2 separate regions of the Ovis aries genome follow, and region 2 is linked to region 1. The links are chromatin contacts, called in public Hi-C maps. All regions are on one chromosome and are shown on one strand. Each heading gives the region's core, a stretch centred on a gene start, on an enhancer-like site or on the middle of the called end of the contact. The rest is flanking DNA. Distances are from core to core; before and after follow the strand shown. Region 1 holds the start of VIPR1 (vasoactive intestinal peptide receptor 1). Region 2 overlaps SEC22C (SEC22 homolog C, vesicle trafficking protein).

Region 1 (6,940 bases), core at 2,992-5,491:
TTGCTTCTTTAAGCAACGGGCCTCTCCTGCCTTCCACCAAAGCACAGCTTGGAGTTAATAAGTATCTGCTGGGGAAGTGGTGGGCAGTCCCTCTCGATGGAGGTGTCTTCAACTCAGAAACTCAGAAAGGGCAAAGCTTGCTTGCATCCACCCAACAATGTGAACGGCTCTGGAAGGGGCATCCTGAGCAGTGACTCCCCAGGCCAGTTCCTGGTTCCTACCATGAAGGCCAGACAGTGCTGTGAGTGCCTGAGCAGGGAGCCTTCAAGTAGTGCATGCACGACTCGACTCCAGGAGGTGGGAGAAGACTGGGGGAGGCAAGAGTGGCACCCGCTGCTAGGATGTGGCAGGCAGCCAGGAAGCCAGGCAGGCTCCAAATGAGTAACTGCAGATTCTTTCCTGCCTTGCCTGTCATCACAGGGAAAGGCAAGTGACTCTCTCTCTCTTTCCCCCTACACCCTTGCACTCCTTGGATTCCTGCATCCAGAAGGGAGCTGGGGCTTGGGCCAGAGACTGGAGACTGGTTCCAGGGATCCAGGAGGAGAAACCTCAGAACAGAATACTCCTGGAGAAATCCATTCAAGAGGACAGGAGGGAGCAAAGGGCAGGAGGTGGCTGCAGCCCCCTTCCCAAACCTGGCAAAGGCCAACTCCAGAGGCACTTGGGCTTCAGATAGGGTGGGGGATGGGGAGTGGAGATTCGAGTCTCTCCTTCCCACACCCTCAAGTAGTCTGTCTCCCTGCTCAGTTCTGATATCCCTCCCCAGCCCAAGAAGCTTCCCCAGACCATTAGGCAGGTGAAAGGATGGTTTCATCAGATCCCAAGGACTCCCCAGGAGTAGGCCCCTGGGAGACCTCTCAGTGCCTCAGGACATAGAACTGGACATGCAGGAACATAACTGATCAAAACAAGGTCAAACTGACTCGTGGTTGAATTTTTCAGGGTTTTGTTTGGTTTTGCTATTTTCCTTTTCCTGCGCCTTCTTTCACTTCTGAAGTTGTTTTGTGCCTTTTGCTAGGTAAGGAAGGGTGGGTCTCCCAGGAGAACAATTCTGAAAAAACAAAGAAGTAATTTTCATTGTAAAGAATCTACACAAGAACTATTATTCCTTAGTCACCCGCTTCCTTCCTGGGAGTTTGAGGACTGCAAGGGCATCCAGGGGCCCTGCCAGTCACTCTTACTGCCACCAGCCTGCCCACATAGCCCTCCAGCTAAGGAGGGGGTGTGGTGTGGACACCCTCCAGGAGAGAGGAGAGCAGCCACCCCCAACTGGGAGCCGTCAGATTTCCACCCTTCCTCCATTTTCCCAGGACTTCCCTGGTGGCTCTGATGGTAAAGCATCTGCTTACAATGCGGGAGACCTGGGTTTGATCCCTGGGTTGGGAAGACCCTCTGGAGAAGCAAATGGCAACCTACTCTAGTACTCTTGCCTGGAAAATCCCATGGATGGAGGAGAGTGGTAGGCTATAGTCCACAGGGTCGCAAAGAGTCGGACACGACTGAGTGACTTCACTTTCACTTCCATTTCCCCCCTCCCACTTCTGCCCCCATTCTGGGCCTCACCAAGAGTCACTTGGCTAAGTGGGGTCTTTGTTTTTTGTTGTTATTGTTTAGTTGCTAAGTCACATGTGACTCTTCTGCCACCCCATGGACTGTGTAGCCCACCAGGCTCCTCTGTCCATGGGATTTTCCAGGCAAGAATACTGGAATGGTTTGCCATTTCCTTCTCCTGAGGATCTTCCCAACCCAGGAATCAAATCCACGTCTCCTGAAGCTGTCTCCTGCATTGCAGGTGGATTCTTTACCACTGAGCCACCAGGGAAGCCCCAAGTGGGGTCTGGCTGACTCCCTCGTATTCCCCAATGCTCAGCCTCCTCAAATGCATTCTCAAGTACCCAAGCCATCTGTCCTCAGAGAGAGCAGAACTTCAGCAGGCCAAAGGACATGCCTTAACTGTGGGACCTCATCAGCATTATTCTGCAGGTGATCAGGTGTGTGTGTGTGTGTGTGTGTGTGTGTGTGTGTGTGTGTAGAATGGGAAAGGGTTTATGAGAGCCAAAGCTCATGGATTTGCCGTTCCCATCTAGGACTCCTGGGGCACTGTGCCAGCAGAGGTGACACTCCAGAATGAGGACACAATTCCACTGCCTTGCTAGAGAACTGAGGCCTCAGTGGGGGTGCTGGCTGGGCACAAGGAGTGGCAAGGACCTCTGACCCCTGAGCCTAATCTGGCCTCCAGAAGTGAGAATGGCTGAGGAGATGGTTGGTGACTCACTCTTCAAACACTTCCTCCCTGGAGGAATTGAGTCCAAGCCTCAGAATGGCCAGGGCAAAGGCATCTCCACAGTTCTCTAGTCTGGGGAAGCGCTTCTGTCCAGGCTAACTGATTATATTTCCATAGTTTAATAGTTTATATATTTATAATGGTTTATGTTTAATAGTTATATTAAATATAACTGATTATATTTCCACTGGAAGGAGGTGGAAATCTAGGGGGAGTATAATAGCTCCCCAGGTCCTTCCCAGGCAAGAGATGCTGCTGACTTCATCTCTGTGCCCTGCTGCACAGCACAGAGTCTGGCACATAGCAAACTATTAATGAATGTGAGACGAAGGGAGGATGGGAAGGAAGAAGTGTAGAGAGAGAGGGAGAAGAGAGAGTAGAAGATGAGTAGACATGGAAGGGAAGAAGGAAAGGGAGGACGGGAGAGAGAAAGCAAATGCTAGTATCCAAATAAGCCCAAATCAAGAAGGGGCTGGACGCTCATCCTTTCCTGGCTTTCCCTTGTCTCTCTATAACTATATCCTGCTCCATCAGTGGCCAGAGTTCCCCGCGCTGTAGGGAGGAAAACCCCAGTGGGTCCGCAGGGAATTCCGTCGCACCTGCGGGTCACCCAGCGCCTGGAATAGCATCTCCTTCAAGCTGCAGCATATCCCGCAAGCGCCCAGGGATGCGCAGCCCTCTCCGCCTCTCCAGAAAAAACCGCCCTCCCCTAACTCCTATCACAGTCACTCACCAGACACCCTATCCCACTGCCACCACCGCCACCTCCAGCCTCGATCTCACCTTCTAGAACCCTTGGAAAGAGGGCAAGGCAGCCACCTGCATTTGGTCCACAAGAAGGAGACCTTTCAGGGCGCCGCGCCAAGAACCTGCGCCTCATTCTAAGGACGAATAAACCAAGCCCTGAGGATGAACGGTGGAGACTGGATGGTCCGATGTCAGCCGCTGAACCTTGGAAGCGAGGCATCGGAGGCAGGCGGCCCAGGTCCGGGGGTTTCTCTGTACCTCGGTTTCCCAAGCTGTAATATAGGGAAGGCGGGAAGAGGAGGACTCCGGTTGTTTCAGGTCGGATGCGCGGGTTCTGGACTCGCGCGCTGGGAAACAGACCTTCCTTTTCCGCGCGATGGCGCTAGAACTTAGGTTCTGCCTTCTTTCGGAGGTGCTCCGGCCCGAGATGCGCGAGGGCGCGGACATGCCATCCTTCCTGAAGCACTACCCTCGACTGGTCATGAATGATCCGAGAGCACAGCCGGTATCTAGCGCGCCCTACTAGGTCGCCAGGGCTCGAGGAAGGCACCAGGGATCAAATAATCGGGCCTCACTTGCACCGTAACTTCCCTTCGTGTGGCCTCTCCCGCGCGAGGGATGAGTTGGGGAGATTGGAAATGGATCAAACAGTGAGCCCCACTTTTCTGGGGCACTTGCAGCCCAGAACCTTAAGAAAGTCTCGGCCTTCAGCCTGAGGGATTAGAAGTCACGATTTGTCTTGTAGTCCGGCCCGCCTGCACCTACCCTCCGAGGTGCAGAAGTGAAAAATGGGGAGATTGGGAGGCCTCCTAGAGCAGGTGGCTCTAAAGGTGAAACAGCAGAGCGCCCTGGGGTGGGGCTCAAGGGGCGTGCGGGAATGGGAGATCGCAGTCAGGCTCTTGGAAACGTCGTGAGCCACGCACAGAAAAATGGGGCAGTTGGGCTCTCGGGATTCCCGGAGATGCGGTCCCAAGGGACGAAAGTCTACCCACACCTCGCGGTTGAGGATTGAAGTGTGAGACTGGTGGGGGGAGCGCGCAGACTCCCTACTAGCCAGGGCGCCCCCCAGCCCCGCCCCACACCTGCGCGGCCGCCCCGCCTCTGCCGAGCCATTGGCTAGACCCGCCGCCCGTCAGACGAGCCCCCAGGGCCCGCCCACGCCCCCGCCCAGAGCGGCGCCTCATAGCGCCAGGACCACCTAGGCAGCGCCACTGTGTCAGGCTCCCCGCCGTCGGCCGCGTGGTGCGCCGCCCGCCTGTCAGTTACCGGCGCGGGGCCGCCCGCCGCCGGCTCGGGGCGGACCATGCGCCCGACAAGCCCGCCGCCCGCCCGCTGGTTCTGCGTGCTGACCGGCGCCCTCGTCTGCGTCCTCGGCCCCGCGGTGAGTGTCCGCCGGGCAGCCCGGAGTCCCGGCAGCTGGGGGTGGAGCTGGGGTGACGGGAGCCCGGCCGTGTGCTCACGTCTGTGTGGAGGGGATAAGGGGCGCGGAGCATGCGGTCTCGTCTTCGCTGCGCCTGAGACTGGATCTAAGACCCGAGGGCGGCGTAGGGTCTCCCTCGCGCCTAGTCCCTTCCCGCGCAGCCTGGAGCCCGTTCTGCGTCAGAATCTGGGACACTCGTTGAGGGGCGGCGGGAAAGAGCTAGCTCCAAACTTGCCTTGCGTGTAACGGCTGTGGGTTGGCGAAGTCAGTGAATGCAGGGTCGCGGACTGCGGGCCAACTGAAATGAAAGGTCTGGTAGACAGTAGGTTAGGGGGAGGCTGTGAGGGCCGTCGTTGTGTGCTCTGCCCGCCGGGAGGTGTCTGTGGGGCATTAAGTTACTTGTAAGAGTGACATTCAGCAGCAGACCAAGCACTGAGCACCCGCCCCCCACCCCGGAAGGGGCCTTGGGGATCAAGTGACTGGCAGGCAGACCCTTCCTGTGCCCTCCCACTGAGCAGAGTTGAAAGATATGGAGCCCAAGGTGGAAGGTGGTGGGCAATGAGGAGTTGGGGTGGTGTTTATTGGAGAAGGCCAGACATGTGCATGGGAAGGGAGCAAACAACCAAGAAGCAGAGGCCACCCTCTTCCTTGCACTTCTGCTTCATCTCCGCATGGGTATGTGTGTGTGTGCCCCTGGTACCCATGTGCCCCATGTGTGGATGTGCCCATGTGTGTGCCTAGTGGAGTGGGGGACACTCACTTGGGTTGCAGGGCAGATTCTGGCTGAGGCAGGAGATGCATGGGTCAACTTCCTGTAAGATCAGGGAAGACCTGAAGACTACCCAAGCCCGTTTTACAGATGGGCAAAGTGAGGCCCAAAGATATCAGAGCCACACCTGTCCCCCACCCATCAGACCTGGACTGAAGCTGATTTCTTTCTATCCCTCCCCTGGAACTTGAGGAATCTGTGGTTGTTGCTTGGGCAGAGCCTAAACCTGTGGGTTCCAGGTCTGGCACCAGCTCCAGGTTGGCTGGTGGGTGGATGGAGTATATGGGTCATCTATAGTCTCTTCTGTCCCATGAGTATCTCCCTGACGATCACCTCCACCAGGGCAGGAATCTCTGTTTCCATCTCGCTAACGTGCTGCACACATGGGCTGGAATGCTCATTGCTTGTCCTGGGAGCAGACATTATGACAATTGGCATAATTCTTCTCTCACTGATAGCTATGGTGAGACCCACCTCCTGAGCTCTCAAAGCCCCACCAAGTTCTGGCCCTGAAGGCACACTCTGGAAACACAGCCTCTCAAGGTAACAGAGCTTCCAGGCCTCACCAGCAACCCTCTGGCTCTCCCACCCCTGAGCTCTGACCACTCAAATTTTCCATGGATGAACCAGGGATCTTGGGACCACCACTGGCACCACATTCTCCCATTGCTGGAGGCTTCTCAGTCTAGGGGCAGGCTGGTTTCAGTGGGGTCCCGTTTCCAGCAACATCTGCCCCCCACCTCCTGAGACAGTTCAAGCCTGGCCCTTGCCATGCCTACCCTCCCCTGTCTTTCCACATCTTATTTGGTTAGTTCCCAACTCCAGCTCCTCCTCCAGACAGCCTTCCCTGATTGTTCCAACCCACTGAGCCCTTCCCACTCTGACCTCACTCTTCAACCCTAGCCTGGGCCCTTTTGACCACCCCATGGGATCAAGGCCTAAGGTCTCTCACCCTCCCATGTCCCCTGCAGCCCAGTGCAGGGCTGGGCCTGCAGAGGGAGGAGAAGGGACTCACCCAGGAGTCGGTGAGAGCAGGCTGGAGTGAGGGGCCCCTATTTCCCTCTCTACTTCTCCCTTCTCCACACAAGCCACCACTTGCTCCCACACCAAATAGACACCAGGCAATCCTGCTTCAGCCAGACTCGGGGAAGGGGGGTAGTGTGTTATCAGAGTCATAAAATGGCAGCTGCAAAGTTCAGTTTGAAGACCCAAGGCCGTATCACTCCTGTTTATGGAGCCCTGACCTCAGCCTGGGAAGAGGAAATTTCTGAACAGGGAAGCAAAAAAAGGAAAGAAAACCTCCAGTGTCTCAGAAGAGGAAGTCTTCTCCAAGGCCACCTTTCAAGCTTTCCACTGCCCCTACCCCCTGGAGAGTAGGCACAGGAGCTCCTCATTGGTAGCAGAACTGCTCAGGCCAGTGCCCAGCCCAAGGGCGGAGACAAGAGGTGTCATAGAGAAGGGGCAGACCCATGCCCTGCCCTGGGAAGATTCTCCAGCTGGTAGCAGAGAGCAGAGCCAGTGACCCAGGAGAACCAGCCCAGCCAGATGTGGGCTGCAGCCTTCCAGAACTGGGGCAATGGTCACTCACAGGAGCAGTCAGGGAAAGCTCCCTGGAGGAGACAGGGCAGTCCCTAAAGAGTTTGGCCAAATGATCCAGTCTTCCACCTGAGCCTATGAGACAGCCTCTATTGGCAGGACAAATGGGCCTGTCCCCAGAAGG
Region 2 (6,940 bases), core at 3,107-5,606, 38 kb after region 1:
ACTCATTCTGGGAAGACAAAGACAAGTAGCGCCGCACCCCCCCCACCATCCTGGCACAGACTGCCATCATGTGGACGACTCCTGCCACTCCAGGGGGCAGGATGCCCAAGGAGGGTGACCAGTCTGCCAGTAGAATGGATAAGGAGCATCTTCCAGGTGAGGGGTACTTCCTGAGAACTAGGGAGGAGTCGCCAGATCCCAAGGGAGCAGAAGAGGTGCCAGAATCACCTGAATCCAAGCAAGCAAGGACAGAGGGCTCTTGGCAGCAGGAATTCAGTGGGGGCTTCTTAAATGAAGCCAAAGGGATGAGGGTGGGTTGGGGCAGACCACTCTGGCTGCTGAGAAGAACCCCAGGGGCGGGCCAAGGAAAAGCTGCCAGTCCATCATCCAGATGGGGAGGACCTGGTTTGGAACATGCTGAAGTAAGGTCTGTGGGGTACCTGGGAGAAGACCCAAGACTGCTGGAACCCGATCTAAGGGGCCAGAGCCCAGGCAGGAGGCAGGGAGAGCAGAGCAGCCCCCGGGGGTGGGCTCAGGGAATTTATATCCCCAGGCACCTCCGCCTGGGGGGCAGGCAGGGGTGGTTGGAGTGAAGAGCTGGTATCAGTGCCTCAGTTCCCATCACTTGCCCAGGGCCTGTTTTAGGCAATGACACCCCACCCCACCCCCCGCTCCTTGCTGTTCCCTCCATGTGGGAACAGGAACTGCTCTTATCTCTCCCGGGGGAGGGGGCCGGAGCCACAGCTGGCAGTCATTAAACACCCTGATCAGGCCAGGGATGGCTGAGATATTAATAGCCAGGAGTCGATGGCCTGGGAGACGCAGCCTCCCAGAAAAAGGGACAGAACCCTCTGCAGGCCATGGGGGGATGAGGAAGATGGGTTAGGAGGCCATCCAGGCAATGCCCCAGACCCCAGGCAGGACAGATGAAATCCAGAGAGGAGGGAAGGGACTTGGGATCGCCAGTAAGTCATCAGTGCAGCCCAGCCTTGAACTCAGTTCTCACAGCCCCAGAACCCTGCCTGATTATATGAACTGTCATAGGTCAGATTCATGTGGCTGCCCTGTACAGAAACCTAAACGCAGACCTAATTGGTGAGCCTGAATCTTTATTGTCTTTATTTCAAAATCTTGATTGATTTTTTTGTTCATTTTGTGCTTTGACATTAGTTTTGATTTTTAAAAAATATTACATTAAAATACTTATCCTGATTACCACTGAGTTTTTTGCAACCCCCTTAAGTTTTGCATCCAAAAACAGTGCCTCACTTGCTTCACCCAGCCCAATTCCCAGAGGTCCCAGTGTCTCTGAGCTCAGCATATTGACATGGAAAAAACTTTGAAGGGTTCTGAGCCAGCCCCTATGTGGCCTAGAGGGAAGGGGTCCTGCCAGGGTGATGCCCACTAGAAGTAGGGAGCTCCAAGATTAATTCAGAAGCTCGATAAATGTCAATTTAGACCTGGGTGTTTCCTACCTGTCCACTCTACCATCCTCAATGTGTTGACTTTTGTCCTCAGATTTATTGTCTCTTGATTGCAAGATGGTTGCTGTTGCTCCAAGCATCACATTCTCACAGGACCTCATTCACTGGCAGGGAGGAGAGTGCTTCCTGTGTGTCTCTTTCTGTCAGGAAAATAAGGTATCCCAGAACCTACTTTCTATATACTCTCTTCAGGCTCCTTGGCTAGGACTAGGTCACACACGCAAGCCCTGGCTGTAAGAGAGACCAGGCTTCCAGAGGCAAGTTCATCTAATAAGGAAGAAGGATGAATCTGATAGAGGAAGATAGCTATTGAGTAGGCAACCAACAGAGTCTGACTCTCAGTCTTCTTTGCGATGCCTCTTTGGGTAAGTGTATGGCCCTCTGTATTCCCTCCATCTGAGCCTGGGGGTGTGGTAGATGGCAGAGGAGAGGAAGCCAAACCAGTGACGGGTCAGTGGTCAGACCTATAGAACATTCCAAGTCTCTGTGCAAAAAGAGATTTTAGACATTTATCATTTATTTATATACTTGGTTGTACCAGGTTGCAGCATTTGGGATCTTGTTCCCTGGGACTGAACCCAGATTCCCCTGCATTAGGAGCACAGTCTTAGCCACCTGACCACAAGGGAAGTCCCAGACAGAGATTGAAAGTAGGAAAGTAAACGTGTATGAAAGTCTGGAAGAATGGAAACCTGGCTTCATGGGCACACCACCCCAGCTGCTACCTTGAAGGAAATTATTGTCAGTGTCCGAGTTGCACATCCATTAAACTGGTGACAAGGAAGAGGAGCGTAGCGTGCTGCTGTGGCAAAAAGACACATCTGCCAGATCCCACCCAGCAGCTGCCACGCCACAGGAAGAGAGGCCCCCACTCCCCTTCTGCCTTCCACTTTCTCCCAAAGAGCTTCCCTCTAAGTTGCATCTGAATTCTCAGCCATCAGGGTGTCTGGGCCTTCTAGCTTCTGCAACCCAGGGAAATATGGAGGGGGCCAGGGAGGGGACACCAAGGGCCACTGGGCCGTTTCTAGCACAGAGGCTCAGGTGACTTTGCCTGAGTCCCCAGAAATCAGAGCCCATGACCAGGAACCAGGAACAGGGAACAGAGAAATATGACACAGGGAAACCTAGAGCACCAAAGCTCCAGGTGGGTTATCGAGCTGGTCGCCGCTCTGCCAGTGGGAACTCGTGTCCATGGGGACCCTCCAAGGAGTGCCTCACACTGCTGGGCAGGGCAGGACCGAGTGTAAGCAGATGCCTGCCGTTGTCCCGCACTGACTCTGGAGGCCCTGGGGCAGAAAGCAAGAGCTGTGTGGGACAGCTGAGGTGGGGTCAGTCCCGTCTTTTCTGCAGGAGCGGCAGAGGTAGGTGAAGAAGACACGAGGCAGAGCCCAATACAGGTGGCCTTGTGGCAGGAGAGAAAGAAGCCTGGCACAAAGCTAGGCTAGAGTCTTCTCAGGTCTCAGTGGACATTCACGGTGGCCAGGTACTCACGGGCTCCCAGCCTGTTCTCTCTGCTCTAGGCCCCATCTCAATTCACTCTGGCTCCTCAGACCCCTCCAGCCCCAGCCATCTCTCCATTCCCACCCTGGGGATGAGCTGCTCTTACCTCCGCACTGGGCCCAGCAGTGCTGAGACAGGTCCACAGGTCCCCACTCAGCCACCTTCCCCGTGCCCCATGGAGCAGAGGAACTTCTGGAAGCTTCCAGGCCTCTGGGAGTGGAAGGAGGTTTGGGAGAAGGTGCCTACTCTGACCTTCTTGCCTTCAAATCTGTAGCTCCACTGTTTTTACCCAGCAGGGCCCCCTGAGAGCCACAGGCTGCCTGGTGCGGGGCAGGGGAGGCTGTCTTCCAACGCAGAGGGGGACACACCCGCCTCTAGCTTCGGTTTTCAATTCCTTTCCCTTCAAGGTTTTGTCCCAGAGAATGAAACCTAAACCAGGATCTGAGAGATGTGTCCCCTCCCCTTCCCATCACTCACCGAAGCTGGGTTTTCCTCCCCACCTCCATCCTGCCCCCATTCTCCCCCTGTCCTCCCCTGATCCTCAGCCCCTCATCCTCCTTCCTTCCATCCTCCCCTCCCCACATCCTCCCTGCTCCCAGAGATGGCTTCACCCCTCCCCACCCCTTCCCTGGTTGTCATGGTAGAAGGGCTTCAAAGGAGTGGGATTTCAAGGCTTAGGGCATGAGAATGATACCGGTTTATTATTTTCACAGTATTAACGTCATTCTGTTCACTCAGCAAATAGTGACTGAGCTCTTGCTGTGTGCACTGTTCTAAACAGAGACCAAGGCAGAGGTCCTGTGCTCATAGAGCTGAGCCTCCGATGGAGGAGTCAATAAATAAGAGAGGAAAATTATCGAATAAAGAAGGCAAGAAGGGCTTGGGGAAGGGGTGCTCCGTTGGTTGGGGTGGTTGGACAAGGTCACCCCAAAGGGTGGCACAGTGACAGGCTGTTTCCCTTTCCTGGTCATCAGAGGATTTTAAATGATATATGTCAGAGCTGGGGCCCGGAGACTTTGAGGTCCAGGTCAAAAGATCCAGTCCCCTGCCTGTGCAGCAGCAGCCCTGACAGTATGTGAGAGCTACATCCTGGCCTTGGGGCCTCAATGCCATCGGAACCTCCCCTAAGCAGGGGCTCCAGTGCCCACAGCTCGCATGGTCACTGGGAGGGGATACCTGCTTGGACACGGGGAGAGTTGTTCCTTGGAGCTACACTGTGGCAGTAACCCGGTCCAGAGATTCCATCTGGGTGTGGGGGCCGAGAGGCAACCCCCCCACCAACACCCAACACCAGTTCAGTGTCCTCTGTGCCAAGTGACAGAGAACAGATCGCTCTTGAAAAGACTAATATTTACTCTTCAAATGGGCGCTGGCACAGGCTATTTCCTGCAACTGGCGACGGGCTCACCCCATGGGCTGGACACGACAAGAGGCGTTCCGGGAGACAGGCTGATGTCTCCGCGGACACCAGCTGCCCCGAACGAGACAGTGTCTTTGAGATGGGGACGGCACGTTCCACAGTCCCATCTTGTCATCTCACCTCTGCTTACGCACCTTCATGGTGGGGTGCTCACGACCTCCCTGGGCACTGTTGGACAGCCCTGTGAGAAAGTGCATCCTTGTTCTGGCCCTGTGTTCCTCACTTTCAGCCCTCGCTCTCATCCCTGGGGCCTCAGAAAATGTGCCTGGAACAACCCCTCAGGGCAGGCATGGTCCTGGTCCCCTTCTTGCCTCCCAGCTCCAGCCCCCTCCAGTTTCGCTTCCCCAGGGCTCACTCTGCTGGCCCTGGAGCCGGGACAGGCTATTTATGGGGTGGGAGGGAGACTTGCCTGGGGCACACCTCTGTTCCCTGCAGCTGTGTGCTCTCTGTCCCCGTGAGAGCCCTTTAGCGAGTGCCTCCTGTGGGAAAGAACCTCCGCCAGGAAACTCTTGGTCAGACGGCCTGAATCTAAGAAGGAGAGGGTCCCTGGTGGCCAGAGTCAGCTCCCACCCACCTACGTTCCCTCTCTGCCAGCCCCTCCTCTCTGTTCTCTCCCCTCCCCCTGCCCCCATGGGTCCCAGAAACCATCCCCACCCATTACAACCCCTGGGCTTGGCTCAAGCTCCCCAGTGGAGCCCAGGAGGCTGAAACACTCCAGGAGCACATGGGCCTTCGGAGAACCCAGAGGCAGGCCCTGTCAACCTGTGAAGTCCAGTCAGGCCAGGGCACCCTGGAAAGATCTCCAGGGGCAACACAGTCCCCCTGGTTCTTCCAGGGCTCTCAGACCTAACTGCTGACTCTAGCCAGTCCTCTTTTTTTCCGTTGTTGTTTGGTTGGTGGTTTTTTTTAATTCCTTATTTTCTCTATGCGTGCTAAGTCGCTTCAGTTGTGTCCAACTCTTTGCGACCCCAGGGACTATAGCCCTTTATAGTCCTCCTGTCAGGGGACAGGCTCCTCTGTCCATGGAGATTCTCCAGGCAAGAATACTGGAGTGGGTTGCCGTGCCCTCCTCCAAGGGATTTTCCCAACCCAGGGATCGAACCCGTGTCTCTTACGTTTTCTGTATTTACCTAACTCCCAAACTTCTGACTCCCTATAGGCAACCATTCAGATGAAATTGACATGTATCTTTCGGAGTATATTCTTAGGAAATATGTCATCATTTTGTGCACATATGTTTCTAATTTGTATAAATGTCATTTTTTTGCTGTGTGCTACATTCTGAAGATGTATCCATGCGGCTCCATCTAAATCTGGCTCTTCTGCCTCCTGCTCACTGCCCCACAGTAAGCCTGCATGATTTATCCGTCACAGTAGACATACTGGTTGCTTTCTGCCAACAAAAGTAATGCTTCAGTAAACATTTCTCCTCATACGTGTCCCCTTAAGAATCTGTGTAAGAATTTCCCAGGGACACAGAACTAGAATTGAAGTTCCCACAGCATCAGGTGCAGGTAGGCTAAATTTGGGGAGGCAGCTGTATCAGTTTTCTAGCACTGCCAGAACAAAGTGCCACAGGCTGGGTGGATGAAAGGACAGAAATTTATTTTTTCACATTTGTGAAGGCTAATAGTTGGAGATCAAGGTGATCCATAGGACTGGTTCCTTCTTGGCCTACAGACGAGCACCTCCTCCCTGCGCTCTCCTGAGGTCTCCCCTCTGTACATCTCTTGTGTCCTAATCTCTACTCTTAAGGATTTGAGCCCTCTTCGTATGGTATTTTTTTTTTAACCTTAATTACCTTTGTAAAGACCATATCACTTCCCTGGTGGTCCAGTAGTTAAGGCTTCCCTTTCCAACGCAGGGTGTGTGGGTTCAATCACTGGTGAGGGAGCTAAGATTCTCCCCCCCGACCAAAAACAAAACAAAACAAAACAGAAGCAATATTATAACAAATTCAATAAAGATTTTTTAAATGATCCATATTTTTTAAAAGACCCTATATCACCAAATACAGCCACATTTTGAGGCACTGGAGGTTAGGACTTTGACACTGAATTTGAGGAAAACACAGTCCAGCCCATACCAATAGCACAGCTCTTCAGACTGGTCATACATGGAGTCCCATATCCCCTCAACTTGCTCCAATACTTGCTGCCACCCAGCTTTCCGAGTTTTGCCAAAGTCATAGGCATAAGGTGATACCTTACAATGGTTTAAATAGGTATTTCTCTGTATTTCTAATGATTTTAAGCATCTTCATATGCTTATTAGCTTCCTGGGTTTTCTCTTAGGCAAATTGCTCATTTTTCTGTTCAAGTCCCTTATCTTTATTAATGATTTCAGGACTTGCTTGTATATTAATCCCTTGCTGATTTCAGACATTGTAAATATCTTCTCTCATTCTTTAAACTTTACACATGAAATCATTATTTGTATGTCATCAGATTCACTGATCATTTCACCTTGAGGGTTGTGCTTGTGATGCCTTTTGTTTAAGAAGCACTCTTTCATCCCAGGTCAAATACAACACTCC

The links. A called contact is a pair of places that touch in the nucleus more often than the background predicts.
Region 2: a contact with region 1 is called in a Hi-C map of liver, with 4 times the contacts expected there. The contact joins the enhancer-like site here to the promoter of VIPR1 in region 1. A contact is called at or near these places in 8 of 16 Hi-C or Micro-C datasets (hypothalamus, liver, mixed tissues and 4 more).

Annotation. Positions count from the first base shown.
Region 1 is chr19:14,649,313-14,656,252 of ARS-UI_Ramb_v3.0, forward strand. VIPR1 (vasoactive intestinal peptide receptor 1) reads left to right here and starts at 4,242. Exons shown (of 12, transcript XM_042235883.1): 1 at 4,242-4,412.
Region 2 is chr19:14,686,780-14,693,719 of ARS-UI_Ramb_v3.0, forward strand. SEC22C (SEC22 homolog C, vesicle trafficking protein) reads right to left here. Exons shown (of 8, transcript XR_009597354.1): 8 at 6,351-6,940. Among named protein-coding and RNA genes, the nearest start is that of SEC22C, 28 kb to the right of the region's middle. Within about 2 kb of position 4,357, at least 5 of the 54 cell types and tissues checked have an H3K27ac peak or open chromatin away from gene starts, as enhancers often do. A contact at or near this core is called in liver, where this site is marked.